Regions from separate parts of the Mus musculus genome. Here regions 1, 2 and 3 are each linked to region 4. The links are chromatin contacts, called in public Micro-C and promoter capture Hi-C maps. All regions are on one chromosome and are shown on one strand. Each heading gives the region's core, a stretch centred on a gene start, on an enhancer-like site or on the middle of the called end of the contact. The rest is flanking DNA. Distances are from core to core; before and after follow the strand shown. Region 1 has its middle 29 kb from the start of Gm11418. Region 2 holds the start of Suz12 (SUZ12 polycomb repressive complex 2 subunit). Region 3 holds the start of 1700071K01Rik (RIKEN cDNA 1700071K01 gene). Region 4 holds the start of Myo1d (myosin ID).

What was found. Promoter capture Hi-C pulls out the DNA fragments that hold promoters and counts their contacts. Hi-C and Micro-C count contacts between places; a contact is called where the count stands out from the background.
Region 1: a Micro-C map of embryonic stem cells shows a contact between it and region 4, with 5 times the contacts expected there. The contact joins the enhancer-like site here to the promoter of Myo1d in region 4. A contact is called at or near these places in 7 of 39 promoter capture datasets (the 3T3-L1 cell line, 3T3-L1-derived adipocytes, cranial neural crest and 3 more), 1 of 15 datasets of contacts at CTCF or cohesin (embryonic stem cells), 4 of 484 Hi-C or Micro-C datasets (cerebral cortex and embryonic stem cells), 11 of 115 datasets of contacts at active chromatin or transcription factors (astrocytes, differentiating embryonic stem cells, embryonic basal ganglia and 5 more) and 3 of 9 other capture datasets (embryonic stem cells, embryonic tail and embryonic trunk).
Region 2: a contact with region 4 is called in a promoter capture Hi-C map of pre-B cells, with 2.5 times the contacts expected there. The contact joins the promoter of Suz12 here to the promoter of Myo1d in region 4. A contact is called at or near these places in 1 of 39 promoter capture datasets (pre-B cells) and 1 of 115 datasets of contacts at active chromatin or transcription factors (pancreatic cancer cells).
Region 3: a promoter capture Hi-C map of embryonic stem cells shows a contact between it and region 4, with 4 times the contacts expected there. The contact joins the promoter of 1700071K01Rik here to the promoter of Myo1d in region 4. A contact is called at or near these places in 5 of 39 promoter capture datasets (the 3T3-L1 cell line, the HPC-7 cell line, cranial neural crest and 2 more), 1 of 15 datasets of contacts at CTCF or cohesin (stem cell-derived epiblast-like cells) and 1 of 115 datasets of contacts at active chromatin or transcription factors (embryonic basal ganglia).

What each region holds. Positions count from the first base shown.
Region 1 is chr11:81,615,263-81,617,962 of GRCm38.p6, reverse strand. It overlaps a transcript of Asic2 not described here. Among named protein-coding and RNA genes, the nearest start is that of Gm11418, 29 kb to the right of the region's middle. Within about 2 kb of position 1,257, at least 2 of the 459 cell types and tissues checked have an H3K27ac peak or open chromatin away from gene starts, as enhancers often do. A contact at or near this core is called in embryonic stem cells, where this site is marked.
Region 2 is chr11:79,991,661-79,994,360 of GRCm38.p6, reverse strand. Suz12 (SUZ12 polycomb repressive complex 2 subunit) reads right to left here and starts at 1,255. Exons shown (of 16, transcript NM_199196.2): 1 at 762-1,255. The coding sequence starts at 1,041.
Region 3 is chr11:81,572,122-81,574,859 of GRCm38.p6, reverse strand. 1700071K01Rik (RIKEN cDNA 1700071K01 gene) reads left to right here and starts at 1,321. Exons shown (of 1, transcript NM_001033765.2): 1 at 1,321-2,358. The coding sequence starts at 1,387. The coding sequence ends at 2,202. It also overlaps a transcript of Asic2 not described here.
Region 4 is chr11:80,778,730-80,781,465 of GRCm38.p6, reverse strand. It overlaps Myo1d (myosin ID), which reads left to right and starts at 1,441. Exons shown (of 22, transcript NM_177390.3): 1 at 1,441-1,768. The coding sequence starts at 1,674.

The sequences.
Region 1 (2,700 bases), core at 8-2,507, 840 kb before region 4:
GCAAAACACCAATGCTTATAAAACGAAAATAAATTATTTTTTTAAAAAGAAAACGGAGCATAGCGGCACATACTTGTGATCCCAGAACTAGGGAAGCCATGGCAGAGGGACCCCTAGATCTCACAGGTCAGCCAGTCTAGCCTACTCGGTGAGCTCCAGACTATGTCCCCACTCTCCCCAAAAGGTGTTTGTGACCTAAAGAATAACCCCGGGGGTCGTTCTCTGGCCTTACATACATGCATGTGTGTACACATGTAAGTACACCTAAGCACACATGTGCACCAGCACACATACAAACGTACATAACAGAATACACTCTCATAACTATGCATTTAAATGTTCATAAAGCAAAATTACACTTACAAGCATGTGTATAAATCACATATCTCTACCTTGCTTTATATGTAAAACCTTGTCTACATATAAATACAGGATATATATATCTCCACACATACATTTTACTTTATATTCTGGCTGTGTTTTGTTTTATATGAATGAATGTCAGAAAAACATCAAAGATGGCTGAACCAAGTCTTCACATGTTTTGGGCACTCCACTGGCACTTCAGTGATGTTCAACTAAGTTCTGAAAATCCAGCATATGCTACTTACAGGCATTCTATGCTCATTTCATAAATGTATTTTTCCTTCGCTTTCATACCGGCAAAATCACTAATTGTGTTGTAATAGAGTGAATATTTTGTATAATGTGTGTTTAGCTGAAAGTCGTGTCCAATTAGCCAGCTTTTCTTGAGCGATTACATTTTTAAAATTCACTCCAATTTGGACAAATGGCTCCGTAGAGACAGCTGGATTCGCGGCTGTCAATAGAAGTATAAAAGTCTCAGGTTCATAAAAGGACTGTAAGTTTTGCATAAACACTACAGCAATGCAACAGAGCTGTGTAAACTAATTATTTCTCAGAAAATATTAAATGTGTGGAATTCATTAAAAAAGAAAAACAAATTCTCAGACAAGCTTTTCAATAGCTCTTAAAGAAAGGCACATTCACATGCTGGCATTAAAAACTGTCATGCTTCATACACGTTACACTTACACATCTACACACACATATAAACACACACATAAAAGACCAGGAAAACTATTATTTGTTATTGCAATCTGACCTCCAACCTATAGGGGCAGTACTTCTTATGTGCGCACGAGAGGGCGGGGAGTGGGTTGAGTAGTACTCCTGGTGCTGAGTAGGAGTCAGAGGTCATCTGAGAGGTACAGGAGCTGAGCCTTGAAGGGCAGGACAGGTGTGCCAGAGGGACACAGAGGGTCCTTGTGGTGGGCAAGGCTGCTCCCCTGTGCCCCGGAGCAGATTGGGGAGGGGCCTGAACCATTTGTTTGGGAACACCTGTTTCAATATTGTTATGCAAATATGTGATGGTCAGCTCATTAGTCAGGGAGATCTGTTTTCCACACCCCCCACGTTCTGTCCCGCCCCCTCCCTGTCCGTCCGTCCCCCCAATCTCACCTAGCACAGTCATTTCAATTCACAGGTCTAAGCACACCCTCTCCCACTGAGGCCAGACAAGGCAGCCCAGCTAGGGGAAGGGGATCCAATGGCAGGAAACTGAGTCAGACACAGCCCAGACTCCAGTTGTTAGAGGACCCACATAGAGACCAAGCTGTACATCTGTTACTAATGGGTAGGGGTCCTAGACCCAGCCCAAACACAGAACCCAGAGTTTTAAAAGTCCAGTGCAGGAGAGAGGAGAGAGGAGAGAGGAGAGAGAGAGAGAGAGAGAGGGAGAGAGAGAGAGAGAGACAGAGAGAGAGAGAGAGAGACAGAGACAGACAGAGAGACAGAGAGAGACAGAGACAGAGAGAGACAGAGACAGAGAGACAGAGAGAGAGAGAGAGACAGAAAGACAGAGAGAGACAGAGAGACAGAGAGACAGAGAGACAGAGAGAGAGAGAGAGAGAGAGAGAGTGTTACCTGAACTCAGGAGACACAGAAATGGATGTATTTCTGAAATTCTCCAAACAGCTAAGCTTGGCCTACTTAGAAAGTTTCAAGTCAGTAAGGGGGCAAGGGAGTGGTTGTGGCTTCAAAAAGGAGATATTGAGTTCAGGTGTGTGACACAGATCCATCCCGGGACCATGTGCCTGGGGACATTTTCCTAGGTTGCTAATTCTAAAGGTGTGAGCGTGGCCACTTGGTAGTTATAAAGGACATGGCTGAGCTGCTCTTACAGTCTGAGTACTGGATACTCTCATCACGTGTAGGTCTGGTGTTTGCATAGATCCACAGCTGCCCTGAACCAGGGGAGAGCCAGGTTGGCACCAAATAGGTCAGCAATGGCCAAGCAAAGAACTCTGGAGAGTCACCGGTGGCCCTGACACCTCATCCTATCACTCCACTGGAAGGTTGCAGTCTGGAGGAATTGTGAACAAACCTGCCATTATTGCGACCGTTGTACTTACAGACATACATTTTCAGTGCAGTCAGCAGTGTTGATGGTTTGAGGCCTGTTTGAATTTTTAACATTTTGATAGGATAGAGATGGCTATTTGCCAAGTTCATGCCCCAGACCCCTGCAATCAAGTAACAGATTGTAGGAAACCGAGGTCTCGCAAGGTTTGAAGTCCTGGATGTTTAGCTCTATTTGGCCAGGTGGGCATGCTTGAGAGAGAGAGATGGTTGTTTGGGGCAATAAGAGTTTGTCTGGCTGAATATGAAGTTGTTTAA
Region 2 (2,700 bases), core at 6-2,505, 790 kb after region 4:
AAAATACCCAGCTAGAAGATTGCTAAATTCCACTATCTACACAAAAGAGGTGCAAAACCATCAGGATATAATGCCCACTTAGTAACAATTTTATTTATAGTCATAATGTTTATAAATTCTATTGTTTGTTTCCAGGCACTGTGTGATCCCCTTTCCAAAAAAGTCAGTTTCGCCCTCCACGCATCTTTTAAAACGAAAAACCGGGATTTAAAAAAAAAATGTTCTGGAATTAAGAAACAACTCCAAGGTTGTCCACGGAGAGGACGCTTGCCCCATTCTGTCTCTCTCAGTCTACGCACCCATAAAATGGGCGGAAAGGTTTGAAAAGCTTAAAAGGTTTCAAATGCTGCGTGTTCACTCACACGCAGCCAGAGTGGGTACGAACGCATTTCAGACCCATGACAATTTCCTCGGCTTTACAACACTCATCTCCGGACAGGCTGTGTCTCGTCCCCCCGAAACCTACAACTATAATCCCTGTACTTGTGGAGTAAGGAAGACACAAACGAAAACACCAACTCGTCTCGGGATCTATATGCGCTCAGTTCAACCGTCACGTCCCCACCTCCAAGGCTGCTCTGAACCTGGGGGCCCCGGGGCGACCCTTCCGGGAGTCAGGGACCTGCTCGGGACCCCGGCGTTCCCCAGCGAGTCCTCCCTCCACTCCCAAAGCAAGTGGACTCTCCGAGAACCCGGCGGAGTGCCCCGTGCCCCGAACGCCGGAGAGGGGCACCCCTGCCCTCGAAGCCGCTCACACTCACTCTCAAAGGCCTGGAGGAAAAGCTCGTGGTCAGCCTGGACGTGCTCCATTTTCGGCTTCTTCACCGGCAACACCGCGGCCCCCGCCGCCGCCGCCGCGGCCGCCGCCGAGGAGGAGGAGGCCGAGTAACTGCCGCCGCCTCCACAGCCCCCGCCGCCGGATTTGCCGCCCGAAGCCGCCGCCGCCACCGCCGCCGCCGAACCCCCGAAGCCGCCTCCCCCGGACCCCGCGCTGGGCCCCGAGCCGCCCCCTCCCCCACCGCCGTGCTTCTGAGGCGCCATCGCGGTTCCTGCCTCCTCCCCCCGCCAGCTACCCGCCGGGCGGCCCCGGAGAGTGAGCGCGCCTGCTACACCAACCGCTCGCCCCAGCAGGCTCCAGCGGACCGAGGGGGGAAGGAGGAGAGAGGGGAGGAGAGGGGAAGGGAAGGGAGGAGGAGAGGAGGGAAGGAGGGAGGAAAAAAAAAAAGTGTCTCCTCCGAGCCCCGCTCCGCTTCGGAGGCCGCTCACCCTACCCTGGCCTCGCTCCGCCCACTTTCCCCGCCCGGCGCTCTGATTGGCCGGCGGGAGCGCGCGCCGCCGGGCCGCCCAGCCCGTTGGTCCGCAGAGTCCCCCGTCAGTCACGCGGAGGCGCTTCTCGCGGAGGCGCGGCTTGGTTGGCCCGTGCGCGCTGCCGACCGCGGGCCCGGACGCCTCTTTGAACTGAATTCGCGGGAAAATGAGGGGTCGGAGCGGCCTTCCTGCTCGTCCCGGTGCATTGTGGGCAGAGGGGGACTCGCGAGCGGCTTTGGGAGCCGTTTCTCGCCTTGAGAGCTTCGTCAGTCGCCGCCCCCAGGGGGGCAGAGGTCCCCTGGAGAGAGAGGCGGGTGACTGAGAAACTGAAGGCGAAGGGGCCTTTGAAAGGAGCGGAGGTCCACCGCGGATCCCGAGACTGTGTGGTCTCAGGAAGTGACCTGCCCCGGGGGTGCTGTGTGCTCAGTCTCATCTCCACTGAGGCAGGAGGAGATCGGATCCCCTGGCCGCCACGTGCCCCAAGCCACCCATGGCCGAAATCCCCTAGCGCAGCCACTGGGTTGTCGGACGTGAAGGGCTCGCCTACGAAAGGGAGCGACCTATTTTGTGGCGGCCGTTTCTCAGAAATTAAGGAGACTTGGTTTTGTTTTGTTAAGTGATGTGAGGTTTTGGGATTCTGTGGAATTGGGTTGTGGCTTCTCAACACGATGCGAGCAAAGTAGATACTTCATTTTCTCTGAGACAAATAGGTGATTCGAAGTAAAGACATTTCTTGAAGTTTTATTTATTGTACTGCCAAAAGCTTGTGAGGAACGCTGTGTTTTGAGTGTCTTGTTTAAAAAGATAGATAAACTGGGCGGTGGCGCACGCCTTTAATCCCAGCACTCCAGAGGCAGAGGCAGGCGGATTTCTGAGTTCAAGGCCAGCCTGGTCTACAAAGTGAGTTCCAGGACAGCCAGGGCTACACAGAGAAACCCTGTCTCGAAAAACCAAAAAAAAAAAAAAAAAAAAAAGATAAACAGACCCGACCTAAGTCTGTTGGTACAAATTGGCTTACTCTGAATAACTTGGATTTCAAGTTAGACAAAATAACCAGCTTATATTGCTTATATTTTAACTTTCTAAAAATGTTTTTATGCTCGGTGGTGGTGGCACACACCTTTAATCCCAGCACTTGGGAGGCAGAGGCAGGCAGATTTCTGATGCGAGCCTGGTCTACAAAGTGAGTTCCAGGACAGCAAGGGCTATACAGAGGAACCCTGTGCCTAAGTCTACACCAAGGTCGTATGCTGCGGTCCTTACAGCCAAAAGAGGATGTTGCCTCTCCTGGAAATGGAGTCACAGGTGGTTGTGAGGCCTAGGGTGGGTGCTAAGAATCAAATAGAGATCTCTGAGAGAGCAGCCAGTGCTCTCAACTGCAGAGCTGTAAGT
Region 3 (2,738 bases), core at 72-2,571, 790 kb before region 4:
AAAATACAGAATTCTACAAACACACACATGCACAGATGCACACACACATGTACACACATGCATACACACACACAGGTACACATGCAGACACGTACACACACACACACACAGAGTCAAACACAGCAGTGGAAAGTTGGCTCAGCAGTTAAGAACACTTGCTCTTGAAGAGAGCCTGGGTTTGGCTCTCAGAATCCATAAAGATGCTCACACTTATCTAAAACTCCAGTTCTAGATGGTCCAAGATCTTCTCCTCCTGACTTCTTCAGGCACCAGGTACACATATGGTGTACAAATACCCACGGGATAAACTCTAATACACATAAAATAAAGCAAATAAGTGTAAAACTATCTTTAAAGTTAGTAAATGAAATGATAAGAGAATGGAAAGAACAGGAAAAGAGAATAAATTAGAAAGTACTTCAGAGGATGAAAAGTCTAATCCAGTCTAGTCTAGAGCTGAGAATCTTATCAAAACACTAGTCAGAAAAAAAAAAAAACTAAAACAGAATAGTATAGATTTTCAGACTTATGGGATCTATTTATGCCCAGCATAATAAATAAAATCATTATGAAATTTCATAGTGAACTAAAATTAAAAATACCAAAAACTACCAGAGAGAAACATAAAACCACATACACACACACACACACACACACACACACACACACACACACACACACAGAGAGAGAGAGAGAGAGAGAGAGAGAGAGAGGTCACAAAGACACTGAGGTTATCAACAATAGTTGTCTCCCGAGCTAGAGAACATTAGGGAAATGCCTTTGAAATCTGGGGAGGGAAGCACTGTGCCCAAATTTCTATGCATGGGTAAGACAAAGGCAGTAAATAAATAAAAAGAATGCCACAATATGGGTCGTTTTCTTCAGAGGTGACTGGGATATTGAACCTTCATTTAATGAGATGCTACAATGAAGAAAAAGAGAGACGAAGCCAAGGGATATTTTATACACACACACACACACACACACACACACACACACACACACACACACAAAACACACGCGCGCGCACGTGTATGTGTGTTTATATAATTATTTATATATTATATATAAAAGTATACTTTGTTTTCATTATATATGTATAACATATATAGTATATAATAAATATACATATATAATAAAAGCATCTCAAAAAACCCTGATTTCTGCTTTCATGTGTGCCTCTGTGTGTGTGTGTGTGTGTGTGTGTGTGCGCGCGCGCGCGCGCGCGCACGCTCGCGCGTGCTCGCACATGCGTGTACTCGTGTCATTCCTGCCTCTGTGATGCTAAAGGTTGAACCCAGAGCTTTGTGCATGTTAAGAAGCCCTTAGGGGAATTCATGTGAAGATGAGTGAAGGCAGGTGTGAGTGAATGCAACAAAAGGAATCATGGCTGCCAAAGTGTTTGAGTCCATCGGAAAGTTCGGCTTGGCTCTAGCAGTTGCAGGAGGCGTGGTGAGCTCTGCTTTATATAACGTGGATGCTGGGCACAGAGCTGTCATCTTTGACCGATTCCATGGAGTACAGGACATTGTGGTAGGGGAAGGGACTCACTTTCTCATCCCTTGGGTACAGAAACCAGTTATATTTGACTGTCGCTCTCAACCACGGAATATACCAGTCATCACTGGTAGCAAAGATTTGCAGAACGTCAACATCACACTGCGTATCCTCTTCCGGCCCGTAGCCAGCCAGCTTCCTCATATCTACACCAACATTGGCCAGGACTATGATGAGCGGGTGCTGCCATCTATCACCTCAGAGATCCTCAAGTCGGTGGTGGCTCGCTTCGATGCTGGAGAATTGATTACCCAGCGAGAACTGGTCTCCAGGCAGGTGAGCGATGACCTCACAGAGCGAGCAGCCACATTTGGGCTCATCCTAGATGACGTGTCCCTGACACATCTGACCTTTGGGAAGGAGTTCACAGAGGCGGTGGAAGCCAAACAGGTGGCTCAGCAGGAAGCGGAGACAGCCAGATTTGTGGTGGAAAAGGCTGAGCAGCAGAAGGTGGCAGCCATCATTTCTGCTGAGGGGGACGCTAAGGCGGCAGAGCTGATCGCCAACTCGCTGGCCACAGCAGGCGATGGCCTGATCGAGCTGCGCAAGCTGGAGGCTGCTGAGGACATTGCGTACCAACTCTCCCGCTCTCAGAATGTCACCTACCTGCCAGTGGGGCAGACTGTGCCCCTCAAGCTTCCCTAGTGAGGCCTCCCCTGCTTCACCTTCTCCGGCCAATCAGCCCATAGTCTCCAACATTTTGAACAATGCCTTCCTTCTACCCCACCCCGGAAAGCACTGTGAAATTTAATGATAGGCTTAAAGTGAAGGAAATAAAAATAAAATCACTTCAGGACACACACACACACTATCTATCTATCTATCTATCTATCTATCTATCTATCTATACATATATGTATATATATATACACACACTATATATATACACATACATACACACTGTGTGTAAGTATGTGTGTGTATGTATATAGTGTGTATGTATGTATGTGTATATATATATATACATATATGTGTAGATAGATAGATAGATACACACACACACACACATACACACACACACATTTAGTGCCTTCTGCCATTGGACTATATCCCCAGCCCCTTAAGCAAAAAAGCTAAGGAGGTTATGGAATGTTCCTAAGGTGAAGGCAGCTAGAGATTGTAGATCCCCTCATTGTCCCTATGTCTGATGCATTGAGATAGATTTTACATTTCTCAGAAGT
Region 4 (2,736 bases), core at 192-2,691:
TTTATTTTATGTATGTGAGTACACTGTAGCTGTACAGATGGTTGTGAACCTTCATGTGGTTGTTGGGAATTGAATTTTTAGGACTTCTGCTCGCTCCAGTCAACACTGCTCACTCTGGTAGGCCTCACTTGCTCAGTCCCTGCTCTCTCCAGCCCAAAGATTCATTCATTATTATTCATAAGTACACTATAGCTGATTTCAGATGCACCAGAAGAGGGTGTCAGATCTCATTATGGGTGGTTGTGAGCCACCACGTTGTTGCTGGGATTTGAACTCAGGACCTTGGGAAGAGTAGTCAGTGCTCTTACCCGCTGAGCCATCTCACCAGCCCCTGAAAGAAAAGTTTAAAAAAAAAATATTTATTCACCTTTATTTTATGTGACTGTGTGAGTCCCTGCATGTATATATGTTCCTGCCTGGTACCCTCAGAGGTATGAAGAGGGTGTCTCATCTCCTTGAACTGGAGTTACAGGCAAAGCTATTGTTGTGGATGCTGGGAAATTAACTCTGGTCCTCTGTAAGAACAGCAAGTGCTTTTAGCCACTGAGCCATCTCTCCAGCAACACCCCTCCCCCCAACAAAAACCATTTTAAGAACACCCAGTGTGTCTTGAAATTGGAGATCATAACTCATTACAATCTATGGAACTAATTTCATGGATTTCTTATTTATAATACAAACTACTACTATAAGCTTCTTGGAATGTGTAGAGAGTGGAGGTGGGGGATATAAAAAAAAAGTTTAGGACATGGTCCTCTATGCTAGAAGCTGCAATCATCCCGAGGAGATGATTCATACATTTTTTAAAAAATTACTAGTATAAGGTACTAGTCTGATGACATGCTCACATGAGTGGAAAAAAATGGACCACTGGAAATGAAGAGTAAGCCATGTGGCTGAATGCTGGGGTTCGTAAATCAGATGACCTCCACGAAGTCGCAGCTCCTCCACTTCCTAGCAGTGTGACAAGTTACTTAAGTTTGCTAAAGCACTTAGAACAGCTCTAAACATTTCGGTGACCTGGAAGTATTCTCTACCATTGCCATAACTATTCAGCCACCATTTCAAGGATGGATGGCACATGAGCACAGAAGAATGTGAGGGAATCATAATGGATAATTCGCGCCAAAGCCGCTCAAGTTATAAGTTTGTAAATTTGTAAGTTTGTTGGCATCTACTAGGCAGGGGTTGAAGAAGGCAACAAGGCCTATTCTACCCAGAGTCAGGTCCACACGGCTCCCCGCCACGCTAGATGCCCGTGCCTGTCTTTAGGGGGCGCTGCCGCTTAGCCGCCGCGGCTGGCCCAGAGCGCGTCCCCGCCCCACGCGTGCGCGCCGCCCAGGTGAGGAGGCGGCTGGGCCGGGGTTGGGCGGGCTCATCGGCGGGGCGGAGCCCGAGCGGCCGGGGCGGGGCGGGGCGGGGCCCAGCGGGACCCAGGCTAGAGGCGGGACCAGCCGCCGCCGTCTCCGTCTCGCCACCACGGCCCCCACACAACCCGCAGCCACCGCGGGAGGAGCGGAAGCCGCCGGCCTCGCCCGTTCAGAGCCGCGCCGGCTGGAGCTCTGAGGAGTGGCGGCCGTCTCTCTCGCTCTCTCTCTCTCTCCGGCCCGACCCCGCCCAAAGGTGCCGAGCACCCCCGCCCCAACCCGAGCGCTCCCACCTGAGCCGGCGCCATGGCGGAGCAGGAGAGCCTTGAGTTCGGCAAGGCGGACTTCGTGCTGATGGACACCGTCTCCATGCCCGAGTTCATGGCCAACCTTAGGCTCAGGTGAGCGCGTCTCGACAGCCATGCCGGGGTTTCCCGAGAGGGGGCGCTGCTGAGGATTCGGGGTGACCGGGGCGAGCAGCTCCCGCGAGTGAGTGCGGCGGGGTGACAGGGGGTCCGCGGCGCTGGGTGGTCACGCCTCCCAGAGAGAGGACTCTTCCTTGGTGCGGCCTTGGGACTCCAGGGTGTGATGAGGTCTAGGACTGCACTTTAGGGGTCTGGGGTCGTCCCTGTGTGGTGTCTTGATTAGGGGCATGCTGGGCTTGAGGTCGCTTAGGGGTGCACCAGCCCGCCCTGAGCCAGGTAAATGATGTGGGCGGGACCGGGTGACTTAATGGAACAAAAGTAAGGGAAAAGAAAAACTTAGGAGCGGCGTGATGGCCCTGGCAGCCCCAGGAAAACTGGAAGGTTGTTTTAAAAGAGCCTGGCATCTATCTCCTGCTTTCACGCTCGATTTTCTTTTCTCGTTTCTTTCCTTCCTCTTCTTCTTCTTCTTTTTTTTTTCTCTTTTCTTTCTTTCTGGCGTGGTTCCATCCTACCATTCAGGATGCTATGGAGTGAACCCTAAGCTGTCTGTTCCGGGACACGGGCTATTTTTTAGTTACTCATTCGACGTAATTAGACCCGTTTCCAGACATCGAAGAGACTGCTGTACTTGCCAGTGCCAAGATAAACTGTCTGAATTTGACAAGGCGTCCATGGTTTCAGTTTTTTCAAGGAGTTATGTATGGATGGAGCCTTTGTGTTACTGACATCTTTGAGAATTTAGTTACAACACAATGCCCCAAAATGGGCTTCCAAGAGGAACTTATTTTAGAAAGTCTTCTATACGTAATTATTTCATTTTCAAACAGTAATATGTAATCTGAGTATTAAAGTGTTTTGACTTTAAAAAAAAACTGAAACGGAGTTTCAGCTTGAAGCGTGTGCTTACTTGTTTATTTGTTTGTTTGTGTTTTCCCGGAAGCTTT